Regions from separate parts of the Oryctolagus cuniculus genome. Here region 1 is linked to region 2. A link is a contact called in public Micro-C data. All regions are on one chromosome and are shown on one strand. Each heading gives the region's core, a stretch centred on a gene start, on an enhancer-like site or on the middle of the called end of the contact. The rest is flanking DNA. Distances are from core to core; before and after follow the strand shown.

Evidence for each region. A called contact is a pair of places that touch in the nucleus more often than the background predicts.
Region 1: a Micro-C map of ear pinna shows a contact between it and region 2, with 3 times the contacts expected there. The contact joins the promoter of BRPF1 here to the promoter of IL17RC in region 2. A contact is called at or near these places in 2 of 6 Hi-C or Micro-C datasets (ear pinna and an unstated tissue).

What each region holds. Positions count from the first base shown.
Region 1 is chr10:116,969,992-116,975,981 of mOryCun1.1, forward strand. It overlaps BRPF1 (bromodomain and PHD finger containing 1), which reads right to left and starts at 1,971. Exons shown (of 13, transcript XM_070051177.1): 1 at 1,383-1,971. CPNE9 (copine family member 9) reads right to left here. Exons shown (of 20, transcript XM_070051181.1): 17 at 4,922-5,024; 18 at 4,425-4,482; 19 at 4,026-4,099; 20 at 2,804-3,103. The coding sequence ends at 2,912.
Region 2 is chr10:116,829,735-116,836,408 of mOryCun1.1, forward strand. It overlaps IL17RC (interleukin 17 receptor C), which reads right to left and starts at 3,425. Exons shown (of 18, transcript XM_051832019.2): 1 at 3,082-3,425; 2 at 2,494-2,646; 3 at 2,247-2,324; 4 at 2,064-2,138; 5 at 912-1,023; 6 at 595-639. The coding sequence starts at 3,186. IL17RE (interleukin 17 receptor E) reads right to left here. Exons shown (of 13, transcript XM_070051125.1): 11 at 6,293-6,361; 12 at 5,399-5,450; 13 at 3,924-4,836. The coding sequence ends at 4,289.

The sequences.
Region 1 (5,990 bases), core at 721-3,220, 140 kb after region 2:
CACCTCGTCCCTGGTCGTGCACGGTCACCCTGCCCGTGTCTCAACTCCTCTCCGCTGACCTCACGGGAGGCCGCCAAGCAGCGGGGGTCCGGCAGCGTCCTAACGCCCTCCTGCCGCCCCCCAGCCCTGTCCACCTTCTCTCCGGCCAGACTCCAGGAGCTCTCCCGCCGTGGGGCTCTGGTTCCCTGTCCAGGGCCTTGTCGAGGGGCAGCCACTCCCTGAACGGGACAGCCTGTCACCCGCGACGCCTCTGCCCCGAGTGGCGGGCTCCTACTGCACAGCTCAGCCCACCCGACACTTCCGCCACGGCTTCTCTGCTCTGCCGTGGGGGGCCCGACTTGCAGAGCATCCGCTCCCACCTTCACCACCACGCCGGCCTCCACGCTGGCCGCTGTCAAGGCCCGCTACAGGAGACGGGGCGCTGCACGGCGGACGCCAGAGCCGACCCCGCGCGGTCTGCCGGGTCCCAGCATGCACCGGCCTCAGGTTTTGGAATAACCTGTTGCGCGGACAGCTGCAGGAGGCCCCCAGGGTTGGAGCCGCCACGCCGGGATGAAAGCTAGTTTCGCTCCCGCTCGCGGCCAGAACGAGGAGCCGGCAGAAGTGAGCGCGCTGTAGCAGTGACCGCTTTATCCCCGGCCTTGGCGCTGCAGTGGAAGATGGACCGGGCAGCAAGCGAGACCGGAGGCCAGCCCGTCTAGGGCAGCAGCGGGGCGCGTGGGAGCCCTGCATTCGCCCACGCTCGCAGCTCAACGGAGCGCCAGGTCCCGCCGACACACACAGCCTCCTGGGTGAGGGCGGACAGACGGCACCAGCTCCAGGACGCCCGGCCTGGCCAGGGACTGCCCGCTCTCTCCCGCTCCGCCCAGCCAGGGCCCCGGCAGGCAAAGCCGCCCTGAGCTCCCGGACAAACGCTCACCCCTCCTCTGCGCTGCCCCGGCCCTGCCTACAGCCCCTCAGCACGGCAGTGCAGCCACAAGTTCAACTCCAGCTCCCTCCTGCTCCGGCCCGCCGGCTCTCCCAACACCAGCCTGCCACGCACAAACAAGCCGGGTCCCAGGCGGCCGCCCAGGCTCCGGCAACACCCCGCGGGGAGCCGGCGCGGCCCCGGGGCGCGGGGGCTGCAGGAAGCGGGGGGCGGAGGCCCGGCCCGGCCCTGCCCGCAGCCTCTCCCGGATGCGGCGGCGCTTCCCCTTTGTCGGAACTGCTACAAGTTCAGCGGGGCTCGCCTCCGGCCATTGGCTCCGGCGGCCCCCAAGGATACACTGTTGCCCGGGATGCGCGCTGGGGGCGAGCGCGCTGTCAGCGCCTCCGGCGGCCGCGGCCCCGCAGACGCCCCTCGCCGCCGGCCACTCCCGTCCCGGCCCCAGGCCTGCACTCACCGGCCACCTCGAGTCCGGGCTCATCGCCGGGGGCGCCCGCCGGGGCTCCGACCCCTCCCGGGGAGGCCGGCGGGGAAAGGCGGGCCGGGGAGGGCGAACCCCAACGCTGCAGACCTCGGGTCTCGCCACCCCGGCCCCCTGGCCGCCCCACGCGCTGACCCCTGCCGCTCCCGGCCCCGCCGGCGCCCCCGCGTCTCAACTCCGCCGGCCGCTGCCCGTTTCCCAAGTCCGTAGGTTGCCTGGCCTCGGGACGCGGCGCGGCCGGAACAATAGAGGCTCCCGGAGGCAGCGCGGGGACAGCGGCGGCGGGGACCGTGGCGGCAAAGGCAGTGGCAGCGGCAGCGGCAGCGGCGGAGGCGACGGCGTCTGCGCAGGGTAAACGCGGCGCCGCGGCGCAGCCGGGCCGCACTTTCGCCACGGCTCGCTGCAGGGCCGCCGAGGCTCCCGCGGCCGTGCTGCGCGGCTCGGGGGACGCTCCTGGACGTGTGGCAGGGCTCATCCAGCACCTCCATCTCTGAGTCCAGCTTCTGGGCCCCGAGCCCGCGGGGGCTCGGGGGTCCGCGGTCGCCGGGCCGTTTGTGGCGAATCTGCGGACGCGGACGGCGAGCGCCGGGCTGGGCGTGAGGAGCCCGCCCTTCTCCCCTCCCCCTCCGCCGCCTCCCTCGCTGCTCCCGCCCTCCTGCTGGCGCGGCGGCTGCGGTAGGGACCTGGCCTAGGTCTCCGCGAGAGGCGGCGAGGCGGGGCCGCAGGCGCGGGGCGGGACGGGGGGCAGGCCCGGGAGCCGGAGGGACGCGGCCCGGGGCGGGGCCTGCCGCCGGGGGCGGGGATTCGTGGGTGGGGCCTGCCGCCGGGGCGGGGCCTGCCGCCGCGGCTCGGGGCGGGAAAGGGCGGAGCCTTGCTCGGGCCTGCAGCGGGCAGCTGGGCTGGGGACGACGGACGCGGCCCGGGGAAGACGCCGCGGGCGGCCCGGGCTCCCGGGCTCTGGGTGTGGAAGACGCATTTGTCGGCTGTGGGGCTCCGGGGACCCCGCCCTCTCGCCGTGCCTGTGTTGTCCTCCGTCACGTTTTCCCAAAAATCTCGACCTGTTGGGTGCGCTTCTGGGATCCGCGTGTGAGCCTGTAAACACGCGTGGAGTGCGGACCGCGGGTGGTCCCTGGCCCGCGGGGTCCCCGAGAGGACCCCGTGCGATCCTGCGTGTAGCGAGCGCTCACAGGAGACCAGGGTCGCCTCAAGCAGCCCCTTTGAGGCCAGGGACCCCTGTGACCACCCAAGGAAAGCTACGGGGCCTCCCTCTTGGGGGGCGCGCACGCAGTTTGCAGAAGGCGCAGGGGTCACCCGGGAGCCCGTGTCGGGAGGAGGATGAAGCCGGCCGGGCGCTGCCCACCGCGCCCTCCCTCTCGGCGTGACCCCAGCAGGCAGAGCGGAGTCGATATCAGCTTTATTACTGGCACAGCGCAGGGAGGTGGCGAGCGCGCCGGGCCGCCCGGGGACGGGCCCTGGCTTCCAGCAGCGGCAGCGGGTGCGAGTCCTCAGGGCTGCCCTGGGGCTGGGGCTGGGGCTGGGCTGGAGCCGGCGGGCGGCGGGGGCCGGGGCTGGATGTCCCTGGTGCGCATATAGGACAGCAGCTGTTCGGGGATCTCGGCCAGCACGTCCTTGGCCAGGCGGGCCATGCTCAGCACCTGGTTTCCGGAGCGGTCCACGTAGTCTCGGAATGGGACAAACTGGGGCAGGCAGACACGGGAGGGTGTGGGCCGGCGCTGCTCTGCTCCCACCCAGCACCTGTCCAGTATCGCATTCTCGCCCCACACTTTGGGCAGGCTTCTACCCGCCCCCCCACACCTTGGGCAGGTTTCTAAGTGGCTTTCTCCTAACTCGGCTCCCTCCTCCACTTTCTGTTGACTTCTCCCCTAATGGGGTCGTGAAATCCCCACGGTGGGTGCACTGGGCACAGTCCTCATCCTGACCCCTCCTCCCACTGCCTTGGCCAGCCCCCTGGACTGGAAGCCCCTCCCCAGTGCCTCTGTCTACAGGCTCCCTAATCCTGGTCCCGTCTCTCTGAATTCTCTTCCTGGGTGACCGTGTACACTTCTGTGGCTTTAAAAACGGGTTTCTGCAGGTAAAGGGAGGGACAGGGAGAAGGGGAGGGGGCCAGGGGAGCAGGAGCCGCAGAAGGGGGAGAGGTGAGGCGTCAGTGGGGTGATGGGGAGGAGAGGAGGCCCAGGAGAGGGGGGCGGCCAAGGGGAGGGAGAAGTTAGGGAGAAAGCCACCTGTTTCTAAGGACGCTCAGATGGGCACACCCGTCTCTGGCCCTGCCACCTCCTCACTCAGTGCTCAAGGACCCTCAAACCCAGCCGCTGGCAGCTGAGTGCAGGGCTCCCTGCCAGGCTCCCCCGGCCTGGCCGTCCCAGCACCTGGGACCTGGTCCCATGCCCATCGCAGGCTCATCAAGTGGGCTCTGCAGCCTGCTGCTTCCATCCTGACGCCGAGGCCTGCGGCGGGGCCGCTGAGCTGCCTCCACTACAGGGACCTTGGGGGTCTCCCAGCCCTTCCAGTGCTCAATGGATGAGGGCGAGGGGGAGGCAGCGGCCCTGGCCCCCACCTCAGCCTCCCCTCTCCCCTCCACCTCTGGCTGGTCAGGTCTACCTGAACGATGTCCCGCTCCGCATAGCGCCCCCTGGAGGACACGCGCACATCGTCACCGTCCAACTCCTCCATGGCTGCAAAAAAGACCCCCTCAGCTGCAGGGTCAACCCTGGTGCCCCTACTCTCAGCTCCGCTCGGCGCTGTCAGAGTACCTCACGGCGGCCTTCTAGTCCTGGTATTAAACGCCGATACGGAGTCATCATTACTGCGGCCTCCCCCCCCCCCCCAGGAACCCGAGGGTGGGGGAACAGCAGTGTCACTGGCTGTGGCTGTGGTGGTGAAGAGGTGTGGAGCTGCCCGCGGGACCCTGTCTTTCCTGTGAGGCAGGTCTGAGAGCCCCAGCCGCTGCCCACCCAGCTCTTAGTCCTGCTCACGGACCGCCCCCCGAGCCGTACTCACCCTCAAACATGGCCGGTCCCACACCGACGATGATGATGGACATGGGCAGCGAGGAGGCCTGTGAGGAGAGGGGTGGCTGGGCCCGCAGCCCTGACCCCTCCCCACAGCTTGCGAGCAGACACTGTTTCTCTTGATTCCACACTGTGCTTTTTTTCAAGGATGCTTGCGTGTCAAGCAGCTCTGAAAGATACAGTGTCTTTCTCTAGGGTAGAGGGCAGGTTCTTGACCGTGCAGTAAATTCACAAAGCTCTCCCAGCGGGAACGAAGGGCAGGCAGAGGTTCCCTAGCGCAGCCCGCAGTGGGTGCAAGCTCCCGTGGCCCCTGACATCCTGCGGGGAACGGGACTGAGAGCCTAGCCAGTGCGCACTCCAGCCGCTGCTCTTGCCTGGAGTCGCACAGCCCTTTGTCTCTATGCAGAAATCTTGCATTTTCCGCCAGCGTCCACACAACTGCCAGGCTAACTTGCTGCCCCTCCCCAAGCCCTCGCGCACACTCACGCTGACGATGGCCTCCTTGGTCTGTGTCATGTCGGAGATGACCCCGTCGGTGATGATGAGCAGAACATAGTACTGAGAACCATCGGAGATCTTGGCTGCAGCCCTGGGGGAGAGGCCGGGATCAGAGTCCACCGGCAGCCGGGAGGGGTCTGAGCGGGGACGGGAGCTGGGCCACCAGCCGGCCTCCACCTGCGCGCTCCCCGTGCCAGCAGGAAAAGCCGGCCACCTCAGCCCTTTGCAGGGACATGGACTGACTTCAAGCCAGGCCTGGGTGCCGAACGCTGGCACGGAGGGGCACCCAGACTCGAGGTCAGCAAGGGTCCTTTGAGGAAGTGACACTGCTAGAGCAGCTTGGCCAAACGCCCTGTCAGGGGACTGCAGGCGGCCTGCCCGGTCTGGAGGGCAGAAAGTAGAAAGCGAGGGAAGCAGAGCGGCAGGGCGCTGAGGGGCACGGAAGCCCCCTGGCGCGACGCTGTTGGAGGAGCAGGAGCAAAGGCCCAAGGTGGCTTCCTGCCCCTCCCCACCAGGTTCTCTCTCCCTTCTCCCTCTGTGGAGCACGTGTCCCATTGCCTGGCTGGTCGGTCCCCTGCGGTCCGCCGGGAGTCTGCTGCCGCCTGAGCTCCTTTTCCCGTCTCAGCATCCAAGTTCTATCTGAAAAGGACTTGGGAAGCCATCAAGTCCAGTCCCCTGATCTTACACCTAAGAAAAGTGAGATCTAGAGAGGGCACAGAGGCAGCAGCCGACCTGTTCTCTCGACTTCCAGTCTCAAGTCCTGTGTGGATTGGAAAGGACAGAGCCGTGCTGTCTGCTAAGGGAGCCCCAGCTGCTTGCGACTGTTGAAATGTATGTTCATGAGGGCCAAGGGCCGGAGCTTGGCATAGCGGGTAGAGCCGCCACCTGCAGTACCAGCATCCCATATGGGCATCGGTTCATGTCCCGGCTGCTCCACTTCCAATCCAGCTCTCTGTTATGGCCTGGGAAAGCAGTGGAAGATGGCCCAAGTCCTTGGGCCCCTGCACCCACATGGGAGACCTGGAAGAAGCTCCTGGCTCCTGGCTTCGGATCGGCT
Region 2 (6,674 bases), core at 2,175-4,674:
CGGAAGCGCTTTCTGTCTTTCAAGTAGAGTGAAAACAAATAATTTTTTTGACAGGCAGAGTGGACAGTGAGAGAGACAGAGAGAAAGGTCTTCCTTTGCTGTTGGTTCACCCTCCACTGGCAGCTGCGGCCAGCGCACTGCGCTGATCCGATTGCAGGAGCCAGGTACTTATCCTGGTCTCCCATGGGGTGCAGGGCCCAAGCACTTGGGCCATCCTCCACTGCACTCCCGGGCCACAGCAGAGAGCTGGCCTGGAAGAGGGGCAACCGGGACAGAATCCGGCGCCCCAACCGGGACTAGAACCTGGTGTGCCGGCGCCACAGGCGGAGGATTAGCCCAGTGAGCTGCGGCGCCGGCTGAAAACAAATAATTTTTTTAAAAGCTCATGGGAATTAAATTTAAATTTAAAAGATAGTCTATTTTTAAAAGACCAGAAGGACTCTGATGGATCTTCTTCATGGCCATCGTGCCAGCACAGAGCTGCAGCCAGTGCTGGCCGTGTGCTAGGAGTGGACAGAGGGATGAGTGACCCTTGCAGCCCCCACCGGAAGCCAACTCCAGCCTCCCCCTCCCCCGGCCTGACCCGGCCCCTACCCCAGCAGCTCTGGATGCTGTCCTGGACTTCCAGCCCCTTGCAGTCTGGGGAGAGATCACAGAAAAGCCTCCAGTGGGGCTGGGGGCTGGGGAGAGAGAGGGGCAGCCCGACCCATGGAGGCCCTGGGACGGCTCCCGGCTCCTAACCCCACCCCCTCTCCCAGGAGTGAGGACCTTCCCTGGAGGCTGCAACGTCAGGGTATCTGGCGGGACTGAGTTTGGAGGGAAGTGGGCTAGGGAGAGGGGGACAGCAGGCGGGGCTGGCCAGGGGGGACGGGGACCAGGCCAGGCCGTGTAGCCTGCGGCGGGCCACTCACCAGGCAGCAGCTGTGTCACGTTGAGCTCCTTCTGGTACCTGGGCTGAGTGTAGGACCAGAGTCGCACCTCAGCCCCCAGGGCCGCCTCGAAGCAATCGAAAACCACTGAGCCCTGGGGGGAGGGTGGGGGAGGGCTCAGAGTCCAGGCCCCGGCTGTGAGCTCCTCGGGCTTGGGGGGCTCTGCGCACTGCCCTCGCACAGCCAGTGACCCTGCTTACACTGAGCCTGAAATCCCCCAGATCTAAAGTCGCTGGGCCCTGGAGGAGAGAGCCCTGGCTCTCCAAGTCCCCGCGTCCTCCCCAGCCGTCCTGGGTGGACTGCAGCGCGACCCCAGCACAAACACAGACGCCCCTCCCCACACCAGCACTGCCCAGTGAGGTGGGCCAGCCAGGCTACCTGCTAGACCAGAGGACGCTGGCTGGGGGCGGGCGGGCGGGCGGGTGAAAGGCCCTCCTGGGTCGGGGAGGGAACGCCCAGCACCCTGCACCAGGTGCACACGCCTGCTCCCGGGGTCAGCCCCAGACCACCCCTGCCCAAGCCTCGGCTTCTCTGTCTGGAAAGTGGGGGTGGGAAGGGCGGAGTTCGAGGGTGGTTGAGGGAGGAGAAATGGCACTGATGGACCCCTGCAGGGCCCGGCATCACCTCACGGGCTTCACACACTACCAGCCTACTCCACTCTCTCACCAGCCGATGAGGTATTTCAAATGTAAGAAAAAAGCTACATTTTTAACTTGCAGAGACAGTTTATAAGGAAGATACACAAATAGCCAATAAGCATGTAACAAGGGGCTTGGCTTCCTCAGTCACCAGAGAGGCACAAATTAAAACCACAATGCCACACCACCACACACACAGCAGATCGGCGAACATTTTACACGGCAACACCAAGTGCAGGCACAGATGGGAAGTAACTGGCGCTTCCACTTCAGACCAAACAGCACAGCCAACCTGGAAAATTGCTTGGGGGTCTCACAAACTGAAAATCGGGGAGGGTACTGTCCGTATCCCCATTTCACAGACAGAAAAACTGAGGCAGAAAGGGCAGAAAGGACTTCCCTAAGCTCTGATCAGAACCAGGGCTGAAGGAGAGCCTGCCTTCGTAGGAAAGCATGTCTCCACTCCGGGTGTGGGAGGGGCCGCTGTTTTGCGTACCGCAGAGGGGCCGGGCCGCGCCAGGGCAGCAGGCACTTGTACTTCCAGCAGCACGCAGCGCGTTGTATGGTAGGCCTGGAAGGACAGCACGACGCGGGCCTGGAGAGCGGCTGTGAGCGACAGGGCAGGGGTCAGTGCGGGCCGGCGGGCAGGGGGCCGGCGGCCCATCCAGGCCCTCCTCACCGTTCCGAGAGTCCTCAAGCTCAGGGCTGGCTGCTGCTCCAAACTGCTCCTCCTCCTCTTCACGCTCTTCCCGGGGCCCTACAAGGACCCAGGAGCAGAGCCCAGGTCAGGCCCCCGCCCCGGACGGCTTCCAGGCCTACATCCTTTAGAACACACGGTGCCCCGCGCTGCCCGGCGGGTTCCTGCCCCGCCCCTGCACTCGCTCTAAATTGTCTCCCGCCTGCACACACACAAGTGGCTCGCTCACCGCGCACGGCCAGGTGGACAGCCACACGCACACAGAGGTCACAGTCGGTCTCCTGGCGGCACCGCAGCACCAGCTCCGTCTGCAGGCGCGCAGGCACCAGCACGGGGCCCGGGGCGGACACCACACTCCCAGGCAGGCACAGCACGTCGCCGTCTGTGTGGGGGTGGGGGAGGGCGGGAGTTGCTCACAACCCAGAGTCTGCACAGGACACCCCCGAGGGTGAGGCGCCTGGCTCTTCCTGGCCCGGGCGGCCCCCTCCCCGGCGCCCACTCGGTAAGCTGTCTTCTCTCCAGGGGCGGATACTCACCCCAGAGGTGGCAGGAGAGGCCCTGGGGAGGAGGTGCACAATTAGGGTTCACGCCCCCAGCCCGAGCAGCTTTCCCTGCCCACCTCTCTCGGGGACTCCCTACCCCACGCCCCTCCCAGGAGCAGGCCCAGCTCCTGCCCTCTGCCGGCTCCTCTTCCCCCGTCAGCACCAGACAGACCAGCCGGGGCAGTTCTGGCAGTGACAGGAGCCAGCCTAGGGCTCCGATGGGCCGCAGACTGAACCCTGAGCCTCGCTCAACCCTCCCGGGGCCCCAGACTCACCGGAGAGCAGCGGGCGGTGTCCTGCAGCCCTATAAGCCTCTCCAGAGAGAGGACCCCGGGACTTCGGCCCAAAGCCAAGGACAGCAGGAACCAGGGCATGGGCATCTTCCAGGTGCCTGGTGGCACTCAGGCCTCAGGCCCTGTCCTGCCCCCCCCCCCAGCCCCTGCCCCCACTGAGTCCTCCACCGTCAGGGGTCAGCAGGGACCAGACTCACTCCCCAGCCTCGGGGACCAGCCCTGGACAGCTCGTGTACTCCCTCTCCTGGGGTCGGCTCCCGACGTCCTGGCTCAGCCCGAGTGCTTTCGATTTGGCTCCCAGCAGGCAGGCGGCTGTTCCCGCCCCGCCCTGTCCCTCCCACCAGCGCCAGGCCTGGGAGCCAGCAGTCTTGGGCTGGGAGGCTGGCCTCTCCTCCCCTTCCTCTGCGGATACCTGGCCAAGGTGGTGGTGGTGGGGACCCTGAAGAGGGGCAGCGGTGGCACCAGAGCTGAGGCTGGGGCATTTCTATTCTCCAAGGGAGCCCCCCCCCGCCAGCCCTGGGACCCCCTCTTACTGGGCCCTTGGGCCCCTTCACACACTCCCCTGGCTGCAGTGACGCTTGGTGGGTCAGGGGCTCTGAGGGCAGGGCTGAAGGGCACCAGAAAGTGGGCTTGCAGGCGAGGATCCCGGGCCCACAGCCAGGCAGCCAGGGTCCCCTCATGCTGAGACGACGGATGCTGCTTCCCCTCTTCTGGGGAAGCCCTGCCTTGTGGAGGTGACAGGTGCATGTGGCTGGGCACGTGACACAGTGCGACCCCGCCCACCCCCAACACAGCGTCCCACAGCGGAAAACGGGACAAGTACATGGTGTAGCTCGGCTTGTCATGTCCGTGTTTATTTTTCTCTGGGTCTCCTGGCCACCCAGGGCTGAGCCTCTTCTGGGACCAGAACTCCCTCCCCACTCAGAGCCTACAGCATTTGCGGCTCGCACTCCCTAGGGGCTAGGAGAGAGGACGAGGGTCCGCCGGGGCTCTCAGTAAAGGGCCGGCCTCTCCCTAGGGACGGTGACTGCCAGGCTGTGGAGGACAGGCTGGGATGCCTGCCCGCGAGGCAGATAAAGGCTTTTCCGCAGGTAGTCCTGAGGTAGCACCCCAGAGGTTCCAGGGCCCAAGGAGGTTCTGGCCCGCACCCGTCCCCCGCACCGCCCGCCTCCGGACAGGAGTGGAGCTGTCAGACGTGGCCGGCAACCGTGGCAGCCTCGCGTTCCAGCCGGCGGCAAAGTTCCAGGCGGCCCCGCAAGCCCTGCCGAGCTCCGAGGCAGTCCGGGCCCGCGGCTACGGTACCGGTACCGGGGCGCGCGCCCAGAGCCCGCAGCAGGCGCGGCAGGTCGCGCAACAGGCGGTAGCGCGGCAGCACGCGCAGCGGCCGAGGGATGTCGCCCTTGGCGCAGAGGCGGCTGAAGTACGCGAGCAGCAGCAGCGGGCGGGGCGCGGCGCCGAGCAGGGCGTGCAGGGGCGCGGTGCAGGGGTCGGAGCCGCCGGCAGGGCCCCACAGCAGCAGCACCGTGCCCCGCTCCCGCAGCACGCGCGCTTGCGCTGCCCACAGCCACGGCAGAGGGCCCACGTGCGCCACGCGCGTCCCCTCCCACAAGTCCACGATCACATCCCGGCCGCCGCCCAGCGCCGTCCGCAGCAGTTCAGCCAGCGCTCCCACGAGGCGCCGCTGCTCCTGGGACTCCGCCACGTGCAGGAGCAGCACCGGCCGTGCTGGGCCTGGGCCTGGGGGTGGGAGCAACAGCTGAACAGAATGGGAGGCAGCCTGCTGCCCCGCCCCCTGCCCCTCTCCTGCCCTCGGGGGTCAGCACCCACAGCAGCCAGGGACGCGTGAGCCAGGCCGACAAAAGGCACCCCTTCCAGAGTGAAGGCCAAGGTGCCAGGTTTGGCAACGGCAACGCAGGCTGGACGTCCACCCACTGGCCTCTTGCCCAGTGCCTTGGTGCAGAGAGGGCCCTTGTCCTGCCTTAGCCATTCCGGCCCACCAGGAGACCCTAGGCTCACTCCCTTGGATGGCACAGACTGGGAGTCCAGGGAGCCGGAGGGGGCAACAAGACTGGGCGGGTCTGGATCCAAAGGTCACCCTCACTGAGTTTACCTGACAGTGGGTGGCAGCAGGTGAGGACCAGGACCACGCCCAGTAGGGTGGCGAGGGCCAGCAGAGCCAGGATCAAGAGCCCCAGGCGTCTGTGAGAGACTGAGTCCGGCGGGGTGCGGGGTGAGGCCGTGCCCAGCTCCTCAGGCCCACCTCCCTCTTGCACCCGCTCCCTTCCAGCCAGGAACTCACCACCTGGACACAAGAGGCGCTTCGAGGCAAACTGGACATCTGACCTCCATACCTGAGGGCGAAGGGCCAACCCTGTGAGCCAGGCCAGCCCCTCCTCCCAGGGCGAGATGAAGGAGACATGGAGGGTGGAGAAGGGCGTCCCCACTGGCTTGGAACTCCTGCAGCTCAGGCTGGGTCTGGTCTACCTGCCCACCCGCCACAAAATAAAGGTCAAAGGTGGCAACTCAAGCGTGACTGTGGCCAGACTCAAGAAATCAACTCCTAAGTTGCCTGGGGCTGCTGTGAGGGCCTGGAGAGTGTGGCCAAGCTGAGTGACCACAGAGCACTGGGCTTCAGGCCATGTAACTGTGTCAGAGTGTAGACACAGGGCACTAGGCTTTCTGCTTTTCCAAGAGAGGCCAGGAATCCAGTTTTTAAAAAAACATACATAGAGGGGCCAGCACTGTGGCGCAGCAGGTTAATGCCCTGGCCTTGAAGTGCCAGCATCCCATTTGGGCACCAGTTCTAGTCCCGACTGTTCCTCTTCCTATCCAGCTCTCTGCTATGGCCTGGGAAGGCAGTAGAAGATGGCCCAAATCCTTGGGCCCCTGTACTCATATGGGAAACCCGAAAGAAGCTCCTGGCTCCTGGCTTCAGATTGGCCTAGCTCCAGCTGTCATGGCTATTTGGGGAGGGTCCAGCAGATGGAAGATTTCTCTCTTTCTCCTTCTCTCTCTGTAACTCTGCCTTTCAAATAAATCAATCAATCAAAAAAAAAAAAAAAAAAGCCCACATAGATGGTGGCAACTTATTCCACTTAAAAACACTGCTATGCTGACCAAACTTAACATTTTGGAGCCCAGATTTTCCGCCCATCATCTGTGAAGTACAAGCAGAGGGAGGGGGGTTCCTTACCAGGACACAGCCCCCCGGCCTCAGGAAGGGAATAACGAGGTCCAGTGTCACTGGGCCTGAGCCCTGGGTCTGTAGGAGCAAAGAACAGAATGACTGTCCCCCAGCAGGCAAATCCGGCTGTGCCCATGATGTCCCCACTCGTCCCACCAGGGCTTCAGGCCAAGCGCCACCTCCCACAAGACGTCCAGACCACTCCAGGGCCCCTACGCGTCCCTGGACCTCTCGTCAACAGACTCAGAGCCCACTGGGTGCCACGCCCCGGGACACTGTCCCTGTCGTCCCGCAGCCTGTAAACCAGGCAGGCTTCTCACGCTGCCTTCACCAGGAAGAGGCATCTCCACACCCAGAAAGTGCAGGAGTCCAGAGGAAGGAGGCCCGGGCT